Regions from separate parts of the Sminthopsis crassicaudata genome. Here region 2 is linked to region 1. The links are chromatin contacts, called in public Hi-C maps. All regions are on one chromosome and are shown on one strand. Each heading gives the region's core, a stretch centred on a gene start, on an enhancer-like site or on the middle of the called end of the contact. The rest is flanking DNA. Distances are from core to core; before and after follow the strand shown.

Region 1 (7,710 bases), core at 3,821-6,320:
CCTAATTCTTTATATCAATGGCCCAATTAAATAAATTTCAATATAAAACCTTATCTATTAGCCACAGATTAAGGGGAAAAAAAAAAGAGAAAAGCCCCCAAATGACAAAAAGTATTTTTATTTTGACATCTGAATAAGTGTTGACTCCTCAGGACGTGGCCTTTGGCATCTGCAGAAAGAAAAATTCTTATATAGCTGACACAAGCCAATACACATGGGAAACATTTGCAGATCAATGAAAGGAACCTGGAAACCCATGACAAAGAATGTCCCAATCTTGTCTATGTAACAGAATATACAGCCATGGGAAAATATAGTATTTATGCAGTGCTTCCAAGTTTTCAATAGACTTTCTATGTTATCTCCTTAGCCATCTTAACCATTTAGAAACAGTAATTAATGATTTGTATTAGAGAAAGTGCAGCTCAGCTCATTAACTTTAAAAAAAATTGAATAAAAATCTGTTGACCCATCTTCAGAAGTTTGGAAAACATTGCTATCTACTGTCTAAAATCACTAAGCTCAAATGTATTCAAGTCATAAAACCCATGCTCTGCTTTACCTTTCCCAACTTATTCATTCATCAGCTTGTTGCACTGTGCCTTTCTCAGAAACATAGATACCATCCAAAAATTTTCTGATATCCTTGTTTTTGACTGTGGTGGCTTGCTGGATCAGGGCAGCTAAAAGAACACAAGAGAAAAAGCAGAATTCAAGATTATTAGCCAAATTAACATTGCAATATTCTTTTTGCTGAACCCTCAACCTAGACTAAAACAAAACAAAAAAAAAAAAAAAAAAAAAAAAACCCACCACTCCTTTTTCACATGAGCTAATAATTAAAATTTCTAGGGGATGAAACACAGAAATTATCAAATAAAACCCAGAACCAGTTGCTCTTCTAAGGCCCACTATAATTTTGTTAGACCTAAAATTAAGTTCATTCCTGCATTTTTTTGGAATATTAATGATGTACTATGTTTAATACATTAACCTATATGACACAGATCAAAATATATTTAAAACCAAAAATATACTAACCTGAGTTTGACACAAGTTCAATATCATTTCCTTCAAGAATTAACTCATCTTTTTGGGCTTGGGAAACAGCACAAGCAACACCTAATATGGAGAAAAAAAAAGGAAAAAATAGGTTTATACAATCCTTAAGTACAACAAATATAGTTCACTAGTTTCTACATTTAATGCCTAGCTTGGATTAACAGGAGGGATTTTGAAGTTATACTAGATTATAAATTGCAAAGAAGATACACGAAGCTGGAAGTTGAGAATATTCAGTTTCAGAAAACAGTTAAAGACTATCTACCAAGTCATAGGGAAATTACAACTACAAAAGCAGCTGACACCCTGGTGTTTGAATACATGAGCTTTCTTCATAATAACACTATAGGGTAATAGCATTATTTTTCAACTTAGAGACAGGAAAATAGAGATTAAATAAAGAAAACTGAATATAAAGTAAAAAAATTTCAATTGAAATCCCATCTCAATGATTATATAGTACATAATCCTGAGCACTTCTTTTAATCTATCCAGTAGTCTTCTCATCTGTAAAATGAGGAATTGGATGTAATGACCTCTATGATCTTTTTCTTTGAGGACAGGCATAAAGCTCTGCACACAAAAAAAGGAACATAGTAATCGTCCTAATATATGACTCAGATTCAACTCCATTTATTATAAATGCATTCCTCTCTCCAAAATGTTAAGTTTTTTATATCTAGGCTATTGTAACAAAGAAATAATCCAACAACACAACAAAAAAATACTACACTTTAAAGTCTTGTTTATTATTCAAATGCCTAAATTTAAAAAAAAAAAATTACAGCCCAGAGGTCATTCAGTTCATCCCGTTATAATTGGGAAGCTGAAACTCCCAAAAGCAAAGTGCCATGGACCAATTGCCCCAATCATTCAATTACTCAGTCCATGTGTGGAAGACATTGAGAATAGACTGACATAGGAAGAGCTTGCATAAAAGATGAATACCGCTTAATAAACAGATGTTACTCCTAACCTCTGCAGAATTAGTACTGGATAAATAACATATGACTAACTGCACCCAATAACCTTATAACCTTCAAACCTCAAGCTGTTCACAGCATTGTACATAAGGAAAAATTCTCAAAGGAAATATTCTTAGAACCATAGTGGGAGTAATAAACATTTATAGGTTTTGAGAGAGAATTTTATTTTTGAAGCTAATTGTTTGCATGTACTTTTTATAACACAGAATGCAAAATCCCAATATAGACGATCCTCCATTAACAAAAGTTGGTACAACAGCAGCAAGCTTATACGAACTTCACTAGCCTCAATTGCCCGTGATGCAATGACAAGACATAAATCTTGTGTTCTTGTGCTCTAACATTTCTGAAAATCTAGCTCACAGGACATACCTGGTCTCATGCGTACTCTTCGGATGTATTTCTCGCCCAAGAAATTTCTGATTTCAACAAGTGAGCCATTCTCTTGAATAACAACATTTATGGGGAAGTGAGCATACACAGACCTCATCTTGTAACGAAAACCCTGCATTAAAATCAACAAATTTAGAATAGCAGAATTTTGCAAAACAATTAAGCACTTTTCAAATTTATTTTCACTAAACGCCACCACAGAAACGTGGAAATTACTTTGGCAGCTGTAGTAGAAGGTAGACAGAGGCAGGGGGATGTCAGAAAGCAACTTCAACAACCCAGAAGAGAACTCATAAGGATTTGAAGCAGGAGGGTTATGAGGAGAAAGAAAAGAATGGATATGAAAGTGATGGAGAAATAATCATTGAGAGCCTCCATTTTTAACCCCCATTCCTTCAGAAATTCTTCCTAAATAAACCTGCTCAAACCCCTGGAGTTCCAAACTTGGATAAGCCTTTATGTACCAAACTTTCCCCCAATACAGACGTGCACACCCCACCACTCGGTGAGGTTATTTATCCTCCTTACCAGGGTGACGCCTTTGATCATATTTTGTACATGGCTACAGATTGTGCGCACGGTGGCAAGTTCTTTGCGATTTCCCCACCATTTGTCCACTCGGAGCTGAAACAGAAAGTCATTTCAGAAGACCATTTCCAGAGATTAATTGATCTAGTTTTTGTAATTCAACAGACATGGAAAACTCTCCATTTTTTTCTGTTCCCAATCCCTCTACAACTAAGTCTCTCTGAGGTACTGTAGTTAAAAAGCTCTCCACCCAATGAATGGCAAGTATTAATCAGTCTACACACATACAACCAGAGTGAGCAGGACACTAAGAGAAAATGGGACTGGGATCTCAAGTGGTCTAAACTTTATAGAAACCATCACTAGCGAGAACAAAGATAGGGGTTAATGACTACACATGAGGGAGTAACAAGCATGTTCGAAGCAACACAAAACATGACATTCAACACTTAAGCTCATGGATGCTCAAACAACAGCCTCCCACAACTTGATTACTTTAATGGAGTTATAGAGGAAATGCAGAATAATCAATTTCTGTAGCTTTTAAGTGATTTCATTCACACTTATCTGCCCTTTATTGGGAACTTTATTAAAAGGCGCATACAAGGAAAAATAAAATGGTTTCAGCTCTCACGGAAATTGTTTCCCTCACTAGAACTTCAAATAAGGACAAGTAATACTAAGCATTTAAGGACACACTGCTCTGGATTAAGGTTAATCTGGGCGGTGATGAGATTATGGAAACTGGCCCCAAAATAAAGAAAATAAAGGGGCAGAGACATAGTTAACTGACTGCTGCATTAAGAAACAGCTGAGTGACAGAACTGAAACCTTAAACCAGGATGCCCAGAATTAGTTTTTGCAGGGAGGAGGATGTAAATTACAGCGGAGCTTAGCCAGTTGTCCAAGTACCCAATGAAAGAGCCTGAGACGGGCTAGAAAGGGGAGTTTACATTGCAGTTCCAAACTGCAGCCTGAGGAACAGAGCCGCCACTTACACCCACCGGCTCCCACCCCGAGAGCGCCCCCCCCCCCCCCCGCACGGGGAGGCGGCCCCACTGGCAGGAATAGCCGCGTTACCCTTTTCTTCTTCTTCCCGAGGAGACTGAGCTCCACGTTGATGTGGTTGAAGTCTCTGCGGAGGACGCCTCGGGGGCCCTTCACGATTACTGTGCGACCTTTCAGAGACACGTCAACTAGGAGACAGAGACAATTTCAGGGTGAGAGCCCAGGACGGAGGCGACACACCCGCAGGGGGCTTCCCTGCACCTAAGGGGGCGGGAGAGCCCCTGGAGCGCAGCGCTCGGCTGCGGGCCCAGCACCGGAGGGAGCGGGCCTGACACCCGTGGCAGGACGCCTACAAGCAGCGCATGCGTGTGAAAAGCAGGCCTTTATAACTTTAGGGGGGTACCGCGCGCTCACGTTTCCATGTTTATTTGGAACTTATTATTAAAACAAGAGAGTAGGAATAAAGAGCACTACCATTCTCCGGGATGTCGACCGTCTGGTTACTGAGGATGGTCTTCATTCTGAAAAACAAAAATGGAAATCAGCGTTGCCGGAGCCGCGCAGAGCCGAGAGTCAGGTTCGCCCGGGGGGGAGGAAGGACGTCGGGCGGCACGAGACCTTTCCTCCGGGCCCCACGGTGGGCCGCCACTCCTCCCGGCTCTTCCCCGCCGAGCCCGAGCCCGGACCGGAAGTTAATGCCGGCTCCCAGGCGGCGGACAAGAAGGCTGTTTAGAGGGCCTAGTAGAGGGTGGGAAGACCCACACAATGGTTACTGCACGGGGGAAGAGCCAGGGGATGCGTGTAGGGCCACCGGTCCCCAAAATTTGGCTTCCCAGAAGCGATGGACTCGGATGCAGAAAAGTCACATAAAACGGAGAGCGACTCACCTGGAGGTGAAATGGCTAAAGAGAGAACGTCTTCCGTCATCACGTTTTTGTATCTACGCGTACTAGCTACGTCTTGCGTCATATCAGCTCGACACAGCGGGATTATAGGAGCCAATCCCGGAGGGCCTCTCCTATCGCGAGCTCTTCTGTTTTTCACGTCTCCCCGCCCCTCAATGACGCATTTATCCTGAGACAACCGGCACTTCAGCCTTCCTGGTAAGTGATTGAGGATACTTCCGACGCGCGTCACTTCCCGCTCCGCTTGACAAACTTGGTGGAGCCTGGGCCCGGCCAGCCGGGGCTCTGAGCCTCCTGTCCCGGGATGTCTCTCCGCTGCGGCGGCGTCTCCGGCGTACTTGGGTCCCGGGTGAGTGAAGGACCCCGGAGAGGCCGCCAGGGAGGGCAGGTCCGGTCTGGAGCAGGCCCTGCTTGGTTTTCCCCACATCTCCCCGTTCCCTGAGAGGTTCTATCCTCCCGACCCAGCCCCGAGTCGCGTTCGTGACAGGGCCCTTGTTAGAGACGTGCGGGAGCCTCGGGGATAGACGTGGGCAGGAGGAAAAGCGGCCTCTTGGGGTCTCATCTAGGGGCCTAGGGAGGCCCCTCGTTCCGCTGTCAGCATTGGCCAGATCTCGGCCAGGAGCCGGCCCTCTGACCCACAGAAACGTGAATGTCACTTGTGGGGAGGGCTGGCTCAGGGATGCAGCTTACCCTGCTGAGGAAGCAAAGTACCGATAACTATGTTACAGAGAGAGAGAGAAAATAACGAGCACGATGTTTTACTTTTAAGTGTATATATACACACATGTGTGTACATGTATACAAACACGCACATTACATGTATACATGAATATGCAAATAAGTCCATAGGTACGTGTATACATAAATATATGCATAAGCATGTATACATAGATATGTGTGTGTGCATATGCAAATTTAAGTGCAAATACATAAATACAGGTACGTACATATATAAATATGTGTGCATAAATACGTATATTGTACATAAAATGTGAATAAACGGGTATTTATATGGATACATGTAAATGTATACGTGGTTATGTGTATTGCATATGTGTATATATATATTGGTGAATACTTTGTTCAAAATATAGGCTCGTGGTAGATAGTAATAATGTGTTAATTTGCAAGAATAATGTTCTTATGTGTGTAGCAGCTTCTTCAGGCTTCTAATTTTATAAAATACAAACTCTTGCTATTAAACATAAGTGAAGAAAAATACCTTATTTAGATGTATCGCTAGTAATTAATCACTTTTGAAGCAATTTCACATATATCCCAGAATCAAAATAGTATTTATCTAAAAGAAGGAATTTCTTTTTCAAGAATGTGTTGGTCAAGATGGCCAGTGAGCTCTTTCCAATTGTGAAACTTTGTTTTTGCAGTAGTTTATTCATTTCTCTTACATAATGAAGTATTAACTTCAGATATAGAGACTCACAAATGTAGCTAAATGAGACTTAAAAAGAAAAATTCTGAATGTGGAAATTTGTTTTTAATGACAATTTTTTTACTTTCAAATATCTACATTAACAGAGAACTTCAATGAAGCTAACAGGATGTTTCTAAGAAAGTAGAACTTGCTTTAATAAATACATAATTCAATAGCAAAATAAGCTTTAATTGAGCTTAGAATCCAGTTGATAAGTATTTTACATAAGTGATATCCAGGTGATGTGTATGTGTGTGTGTGTGTGTGTGTGTGTGTGTGTGTATATATATACATATATCCAGGCATATACATTTTGCCTGTTTTACTTAGTATTTATTGGCAGTGTGTGTTTTTGTGGCTTAGATTGTGAACTACTAGAGTAGAGACAGCTTTTTTTTTTTCTAAATAGTTTCTATTCTGGGTAGTAGATATAATTTATTGCTGAGATAATTTCCTATTAGATAAATTTAATGAGCTGCTTTGCATAAAAAAAATAACACAATTAACTGGTTAATTCCCTAGGTACTTGGAAACTATTTGTACAGCCGGTACAAAACATTAAGTTCTTTGCCAGACAAAAAGAAAGAGCTCCTACAGAATGGACCAGATCTTCAGGATTTCATATCTGGTGACCTTTCAGACAAGAAGACCTGGGCTGAATATAAAGGAAATTTGAAACGTCAGAAAGGAGAGAGGTAGGTTGTAATTTCTAGCAATCTGAATGTCCTTTACATTGGCATAATAATTTGTCTTTCATTATAGTTTTGAGTATTGAATGTTTTATTAGGTCTAGACTGGGACCTTCCCTTTTTATTACAAATTCATTAAGTGACCTAAATCACTCCGAAGTGATAAAAGTGCCAACTTCCACTAGGAGAGATCTAGAGTGAAGGAAAATTTTTCTTACCTTAGAAATACAAAATAAAATAATTTAATAGCAATTTTTGTTGAGAGTTTTATTTTCTAATAGTTTTATTTGGCTTTATTTAGGCTAAGTTTGCCACCATGGCTAAAAACAGAGATTCCTATTGGAAAAAATTACAACAAGCTGAAAAACACTTTGCGGAATTTAAATCTCCATACAGTAAGTATGTAATATCTTGTTAGCTTCCCATCTAAAAAAAAGGTAATTTTCTTAGCATTATTCTCACATTCCAGTACACTAATGGATCTGTGATTTCATTGTTATAGGGGTTTCCTTCACGCAGATCATATTACAACTCTTGTCTATATCTTCTGATGAATTTCTTGCCTTGGGGTTCATTTAGCATGCTTCCCCTAAGCTTTTTCTTGATGCTACTGCCACTGCTCTATCTACTTTGTCAAAGTGCTTTTCCCTGGTTTTAGAAATTTAAATTTTGTTTCACTGTACAGAATGGAAATGAATTTAATACTT
Region 2 (7,710 bases), core at 2,204-4,703, 380 kb after region 1:
TGTTAAGAGTTTTATTTTTGTTTTTATTGTTCAATGTAGGGAGAGGGAAGTGGAAAGAAGAGATAATACATTTGTGTAGAAGAAAATAAAGGAAGGAAGAAAGGGAGAAAGAAAGGAACAAAGAAAGGAAAAGGAAGAATTTGTGAGGAAAGTTCTATCATCATCATCATCCAGACAGATGTCAAAGGGGATAAATGACCTGGAAAAGTCTACTTATTAATATATACACACCAGAAAACTAACTTTGGCCTCAGCCAAACAGCAGTGTTGCAACAACATTAAATTAAATACATGCTAAAAACATGTGTATACACATAAGATTCATGGCATCGCATACAATCTATTCTATTCGTTTTATCTGGAACTGTTCATGCTTGTCATTTGTAAACTTCAAAATGCTTAAAAAAGAAATGAAAAATGGAACTAAACTCACCATAAGACATTCCAGTAATATAATTTCCAGGTAACTTTGAACTGAAATTCTCACATCCAAACCCAACTGCTCATCTTTCCATTTCTCTTCCTACTCATATTTCTTAATTACTGACTTCAAGGCTTTTGACTCACCCCTCTTCTCCCACTCCACTATAGCTACATTTTACAGATCTTTTAGAACTAGCACTGTCCGCCACTTCAAATTTGCCCTGCCTATAAATACTCTGGAATTGCTATCTTCCTTGACTTTCTGTTGTTCCCAACTTGGGAGGGGGATGAAATTCTCTTTCTGTTACAAAGCAGATGAACACTAGAAAAAGTCATAAAATGAAGTTTATTTCACTCACTATATCACTCATCTAAATATTACCAATCTAAGTTCAAAGTATACTCTGCTCCATCAACACTTACTCCCCTCTCACATCCAAGCCTTTGTTTACACTTTTACCTATATTTACAATTCAATTCAACAAGTATTTATTAAATGCCACGCATGTAAAAGACATTGTGTTTATAAAGTGAAAAACAGAACAGTGCTAGTCCTCAAAAAACTTCCAGGGTTACACAATGTGTTCCCAGTAAATGCAATGTAATGGAGGGAAACTAACAACTAAGGTGAAGAAAAAAAATAAGGAAAAGCCTGTCAAAGAGGAGGTGACATAGGAGCTCAACTCTGAAAGCAAAGGATCACAAGAGGCAGAATTGATGAGAGTATTCCAGGTATGAGACAGCTTGTGTGAAGACAACAAGGTTGACGATGTTCTATCATGTCTCTTTATTAAACACTTCCAAGTTTATTTTATATCTGTGACTTTAAATTGAGCCTCAGAATAATCCTGTGGAGAATGTACTACAGTTATCCTAGGACTACAAATAAGGAAGATGAAATTGACTTGTCCATTGTCATACAGTTAATAAAGTAATATTTGAAGGCATGACTAAAGTCGGGTACTCTCCACTAAGTCATGGTACTCCCACAAAAGTTGGACTAGGTATATCTAAGGATCTTTCCAATTCAGATTATGTGTTTCGGAAATATCTATTCTGAATCGCTACTTGCTACTATGGCTGCAACACAAGGACCTTTACAAAAAGTCTCTATGAAGAATGTACTTTGAAAGTTCATTGGTAAAGTCCATCTCCAGATTCCATGTATGGCAGATAGGTGAAAACTTAGAAAGTTCCCTAAAGGAAATACATCTCAAAGTTCAGTACTTCTAACAGTAAAATGAAGACTAACTGCCAATAAATGTTCCAAAGTTATTTTTCCAATAGTTTGATAAATCATATGTCTATCCGTCCACAAATGCAAAATGCATGTCAAGCTGTCCAGAGATAGGGACACATCCTAGAATCTCACAACAGAGTTAAACATGCTGGCATCAAAACTACGCTGAAAAACACCATGCCAACTGAGCAAATTAGTCAAAGAAACCTACAATGTACTGAGCTTTCTTAAAACCACACAGAACTCATGGACTTAGGTAAACTTCTTATTCCAGAACTGAATCTTTAAAAAGCAATGTTAACCATTAACGTTTTTATCAAATAATGTACAAATCCAATTTTGCAAAATTATTTTATAGGCCAGTTTTCTTTCAAGAAATTAGAAACATTCATTTTTTAAAGCATTTCATGCAAAAAAAATTTTCAAAAACACAGGTTTCTGCACTTACAAAAACACCTTAAGTTTGAAATTTCACGTCTAACATTCATTCAACTTTTCCTGCCAATGACTGTTCTACATAAACTTTAAATTTTTTTCTATGAAAAAACTGACATTTTCCCCATTCCTGGAAGATTTTAGTCTTCTAAATTTCTCATAATGCAATGCTATAACTCTACCATTCAAAGTTTTCAAAAGATACTCAATACCTTCTTTGGGGATGGGGGAGGGGGAAGAAAGCAAATGTTTGAACAGGATGAATCTAGAACTATCTTAAAAGAAGCTTGAGTTAGCTACCAGATGCTAGGACAGTCCTGTCTATAGTTTTACAAAGAAGCTTTGAAAGGAAAGCATCAATCCCTCCTAGTCTGGGGGTGTTGGCCCAAGAGGCAGCAGCAGGTCCCCCCTATGGTGAGTTCTGGGGACACTGCCCCGGAGGCAGTAGTGGATGCCCCAGGGTGGGTTCTGGGGGGCAAAGGCGGGAGTACCTTGAGTCGTTTGACCACCTCGTCGTTGGTGATCTTGTCGGTGATCTCCTTCACTCCTGGGGGGTAAGCGATCTTGGCGTCCGAACTGCCCAGGCCCAGGCCCGAGGGCGGCTTGGGCTGCACAGGGGGGAAGTCCATGGTGGGCACAACTTTCTCCAGCGCTCCTCTACCGGCCTCTATCGGTCAGAAAACAAAAGTTCAGCGGGAAATGGACGACTTTCTAACCTCTTTTTCATTTCAAACCCCAAATCCGAGAGGGCCCAGCCGACGGGGGGAAGGGGCAGCGCGGCTGGGGCCCGGGGGCTGCAGGGGCGCCGTTCCTCTCCTCACTTCCCGGCCCGGCGCCCCGGTCGCGCGACTCTCCGGCCGGCCCATGCCGGGACTTCCCCGGCGCCGGGTCCACAATGAGGTCGGCACCGGGTGCAGCCACCGCCCGGCGCCCGGCAGCTGCGGGTGGGGGCGGGGATCCCCGGGCCCGGGCCGGTGCAGCCTCTGCCGGGGCAGCCTCTGCCACGGGACAGCCTTCGGGAGAAGGCGAGGCCGAGGCCTAGGGGGCTCGGCTTAGGCCGCGGTCCCCCGCGTCCGCTCCGGCCGCCCCCCGCCTCCGTCTCGGAACCCACCCCCCACCCGGGAGCGACCGCGTCTCCCTCCGCGCCCGGCCGTCCCCAGCCTCGCGCCCCGGGCCGCCCCGGCCTGCCCCGGGCCCTCGGCCGCCGCCTTTACCTCGTCCTCATGCGGGCGGGTGGCGCGTGGTGGCGGTCCGCAGGTGGAGCCCCGGCCCGGCTGCCGCGCCGCGGGATTGCACACAAAGCGGCCCACGGTCCCGCCGCCGCCTTCCCCGGAGCGCCGCGAGAGAAGCCGCGGGCTCGGCGGGGGAGCCAAGCCGAGCCCAGAAGCAGAGGCGCGCAGGGGCGAGCGGCGAGTGAGCGAGGGAGCGAGCGCGCGCTGCGCGGGGCCACACTGCCGCTCTCCGACGGCCCGAGGAAGAGCAGCCGCCCAGGCCGCTCGCCGAGGCCCGGCCCGGCGCCCAGCCCGCCACAGCCTCCGTCAGCCCGTCAATCTCCGCCCCCGCCCCGGGCCGCCCGCCGAGCCTAGCCGCTCGCGCTCAGCCCCGGGGCCTGCGGGTCACGCGGCGGCGGCGGCGGCGGCAGCAGCAGCAGCGCGCGCCTCCCCTCCCCCCCGCCCCGCCGGGGAGCGTCGCCCCACGCCCTGCGGACAGCGCCGCCTCCCGATTGGCGCCAAAAGCTGCACGCCCGGAGACCCGAGGAGGAGGAGGGGGAGGGGAGGAAGCGAGCGGGCCGGGCCCGGCCGAAGATCCCGGGGCGGGCGTGGCGCTCATTCCCCAGGAGCTAGGGGGCGCTTCGTCAGGGGACCCGAGAGCGCTGCGGCGGGCAGCCTCTACCCACGAGGAGCCTCCTCTGAGGCGGCCCCTCTCGCCCTCGGCTCAGCAAGGACCCCGCAGGTGAGCGGGGGGCGCACGGGCCACAGAGGGAGGAGAAAATTCTCCGACTCCGCAGCCAGGGGGTGAAGAGAACGTGCCGAGAGCGGCTCAGGGACTGAATTAGGGGCGCGAGCCGCCCGGTTCCGCCAACTAAGAACTGAGAAGGCGAAGGGGACCCCCTGTTCTCCCTGGCTGCTGCCCTCAGTCTCGGCGCCCATCGATTGTTCCCCATCCTTTTCTTTGGTCTTGGAGGGAGAGGCGCTCGGGCATCCGCACGCTTATCATTGAGAGCACAAAGCCGGGATCGGACGCGCTCGGCCCTCACGCTCTTCACTCCGGATCCGTGCAGGAGCCCGGGCTCCGGGCTTTGTTCCGGGCCCCGGACGGCTCCTCCGGAGCCGCTCTCCGGGACTCGGTGCGTGAGCCACTCACTCCGGAACACTGTTTCCCAGCCCCTGCATCTCTTGTGTTATGTTGTAACTAATTAAGGGATACTGTTCTTTCTGTGCCAGTCTTAAGTGCGATGGTTTGTATCCTTTCTTCCGTGAGCTTCCCGGGTTACTTATCTGCACATACACGGGAACGTTAAGCTTTATCGTCCAGAACAGTAATGAATCGGTATGGTTATTAATAATTATGCATAATATAATCAATAACCCTAATAGCATTAATGTGATAGCTCCATTGTAGACGTAGAGAAGAATCTTTCACATCGCCAAGCACTTAAAAAGCTGGTTATCATAAATGACAGTGGGCAGGAATGTCTTAACCCTCTGGTTTTTAACCTTATCTTCTGGTATAAAGCTCTTAAACTGTCTCCCAACCGAATGTGGGGTTCATAAAATTATCATCTATCATCAGTAAATGTTCTATTTGCATGCCTGTTTCAAGTGCCTGCGTCCCCGGTTCTTAGGCAAACAAAAGTGGGAAAAGACTAGGAAGCTCTGTTCCTAGTAGAGTCAATGAGAAAAGATGCAACCATTTAAAACAAGGTTTATAACGAATAATTTAATGAAATCAGACAATTTTTTAAAATGCAAAAGGGTTGCTTATTGAAATGAATATGTTTGAGTCTTGTTTCTGATATGATCCTTCTTCATTCCTAACGTTTACTTACCTTAAACCAGATTAGTTACATTTGTAATTATGAGGGAGAAAAAGGAAAGTGTGACAATGCAAAATACTCAAATAATAATGCCAAAAAAAAAAAAATACTCAGTGATTAGTGGAATTGGGTTCTTATCTAATCCCTGATTTCTCCTTCTGACTTTGGATAAGTTTTTTAAGTGTTTGGTTTCCTTATAAGTGAAATAAGAGAATTCCGACAGCTGACCTCTGAGATCCCTTACAGCTCTATATCCTAGCCTGTGAAAATGAGAATTGACTCCTCTCTGTAACATTTTTAGAAATTTATTTTCCTGTTGTACTGTAGTTATTGTGAAACTCAATAAAGTTTTAATATCTTCCAATCACGTTTCCAAGTGTTCCTGGAATCTCAGATTTGCTCTTTGGATAAGACATTTCAGTGCAGTACAATATTATTAAGAGGTTCTCCAATGACTATCAAATAACAGGAAAAATGAAGTCAATCACTATGGTCTGCTCTGACTTGAATGACTTTTTAGTTTCATATAGTAACTTAAAGTTTTTCTTTGCATTCTAAAATATTAATCTGCACAGTTAAGTGAACAAGTGATTATTAAACATCTACTACGTGGAAGATATTATGCTCAACACTGAGGGAGGTAAGAAAGGCTGCTAAGATCTAAAACAAAATCTGAGAAATAAAACAGTCCCCGTACTCACAGAGCTCATTATGGGGTAAGCGACATACAAAAAAATCTATGCACATACAAGACAGGATAAATTGGAGAAAATCAAAGAGGGAAAGAGTTATAAGCTTAAAGAGGCCCCAGGAAAGACTTCTCTTAGAGGATAGAATTTTAGTTATCACAAGAAGGAAACCACAAGGTGGAAGTAAGGAATAAGAGCATTCCAGGAATGGGGTAGGAAAGAACCAGTGAAAATGGTTGGATTTATAAGTTGGAGTATCTTATTTAAAGAAAAACAAATTCAGTGCAACTCTGTCAAAGAGTACACCATGGAGAAGAGGCTAGTGTGAGATAGTGCCTGAAAAAGCAGGGGGCAAGTTATGAAGGGTTTTGAACACCAGACAATTTTATATTTGTTCCTCATGGTGATCACTGGAGTTTGATGAATATCCTCAGATTTGCATGCTTACTATTTGCTCTCTCATTTAACCTACAAGGAAACCAAAGTGTTTATACAAAACCTTTTTAATTTAATATTGTCAAAATTATCCATTTTTGCATTTCATAATGTTCTCTAGTTTTTCTTTGGCTATAAATTCCTTCCCTTTCCCTTTCTGAGAAGTAATCTTATTCTCCTAATTTGCTTATAGTGTGTCTAAATCATGAACTCATTTTGGCCTTAACTTGGTATAGAGTTTTGGGTATTGGTCAATGTCTAGTTTCTGCCATTCAGATAGACGCCCAGATATTTTATATTATTTATAATTCTTTTAAATGGAATTTCTCTTTGCTTCTAATGGTTTTTAGTTGATTCTTTAGGATTCTCTAAGTATACCATCTTATCATCTGCAAAGAGTGAAAATTTTGTTTCCTCATTACCTACTCTAATTCCTTCAGTTTCTTTTTCTTCTCTTATTCTTAAAGCTAACATTTTAAATACAATCTTGAATAGTAATGGTGATAGTGAGCAACCTTATTTCACTCCTGATCTTATTGGGAATGCTTCTAGTTTATCCTGGTTACATAAGATGCTTGCTGATGGAAACCTGTAAGAATTAAATGAGAGACTTGTAAATCACAAAGTAGATGCCATAAAAATGCGTATTCCCTTCCCTTTCTCTCCCTTCACCTTCTCCATTTTGATAGCCGAATGGATGATAACCTGGAGTTGGGGAAGATTTGTGACAGACCAATCAGAAGACTATTAAAATAGTACAGAATAGTACAGGGCTTGTACCCATGGGACTCTTTAAAGAAAGGGTTAAGTGACTGCTCAGAGCCATACAGTTAGTATGATCAAGTATCTGATTTCAGATTGAACTCTAGTCCTTAACTACTGAGCCACCTCATTGCTCTTGTACATTTCCTTTATTGAGATAATTTTTGAACAGAATTAAAGTCCCAAACCCAAGATCTAAGCCCACAGCTGTCTCAATAAATTTTACGACTTCCTTTCCATCTACACAGGAAAAATGGAGTGAAAAAAGAATTCATACTGTCCAAATTATGACATACAATTAGACAATCCATTTAGTCACTGTATATATATTTATAATGCACATATATATGTGTGTATAAATTTTTTCAAAAGAACTGCCCCTGAACAAATGAGCTGTCCCCACACTTACATAGCAGGAACATTCAGATGAAGCATATTTGGAAAATTGCATAGCACTTCCAGAAATCCCAACTTGCTTACTGTTGCAAAACAATCTTTTTTAAAAACACAAATATTCTCTAATTTTAATTGTTTAGAGGCAGGTGTTCTATGGCTCAGGTTTATGTAACCTAATCAAAAGAATTTTAATGTTAAATAGATGGATCTTTATTTCAGGAAAAATTAAGCAATTTTCTAAAGGCAATCCAGTCTGAATCATTCTAGGACAAGTTTAAGGTCTATCTGCAGTG

Evidence for each region. Hi-C and Micro-C count contacts between places; a contact is called where the count stands out from the background.
Region 2: a Hi-C map of hippocampus shows a contact between it and region 1, with 2.7 times the contacts expected there. The contact joins the promoter of PDS5A here to the promoter of LIAS in region 1. A contact is called at or near these places in 2 of 2 Hi-C or Micro-C datasets (fibroblasts and hippocampus).

The regions. Positions count from the first base shown.
Region 1 is chr6:29,751,478-29,759,187 of ASM4859323v1, forward strand. LIAS (lipoic acid synthetase) reads left to right here and starts at 5,071. Exons shown (of 11, transcript XM_074276687.1): 1 at 5,071-5,231; 2 at 6,837-7,009; 3 at 7,305-7,398. The coding sequence starts at 5,187. It overlaps RPL9 (ribosomal protein L9), which reads right to left and starts at 4,660. Exons shown (of 7, transcript XM_074276688.1): 1 at 4,452-4,660; 2 at 4,050-4,165; 3 at 2,970-3,065; 4 at 2,421-2,553; 5 at 1,042-1,122; 6 at 563-683; 7 at 103-169. The coding sequence starts at 4,497. The coding sequence ends at 577.
Region 2 is chr6:30,129,757-30,137,466 of ASM4859323v1, forward strand. It overlaps PDS5A (PDS5 cohesin associated factor A), which reads right to left and starts at 3,454. Exons shown (of 33, transcript XM_074274573.1): 1 at 3,313-3,454; 2 at 2,590-2,765. The coding sequence starts at 2,727.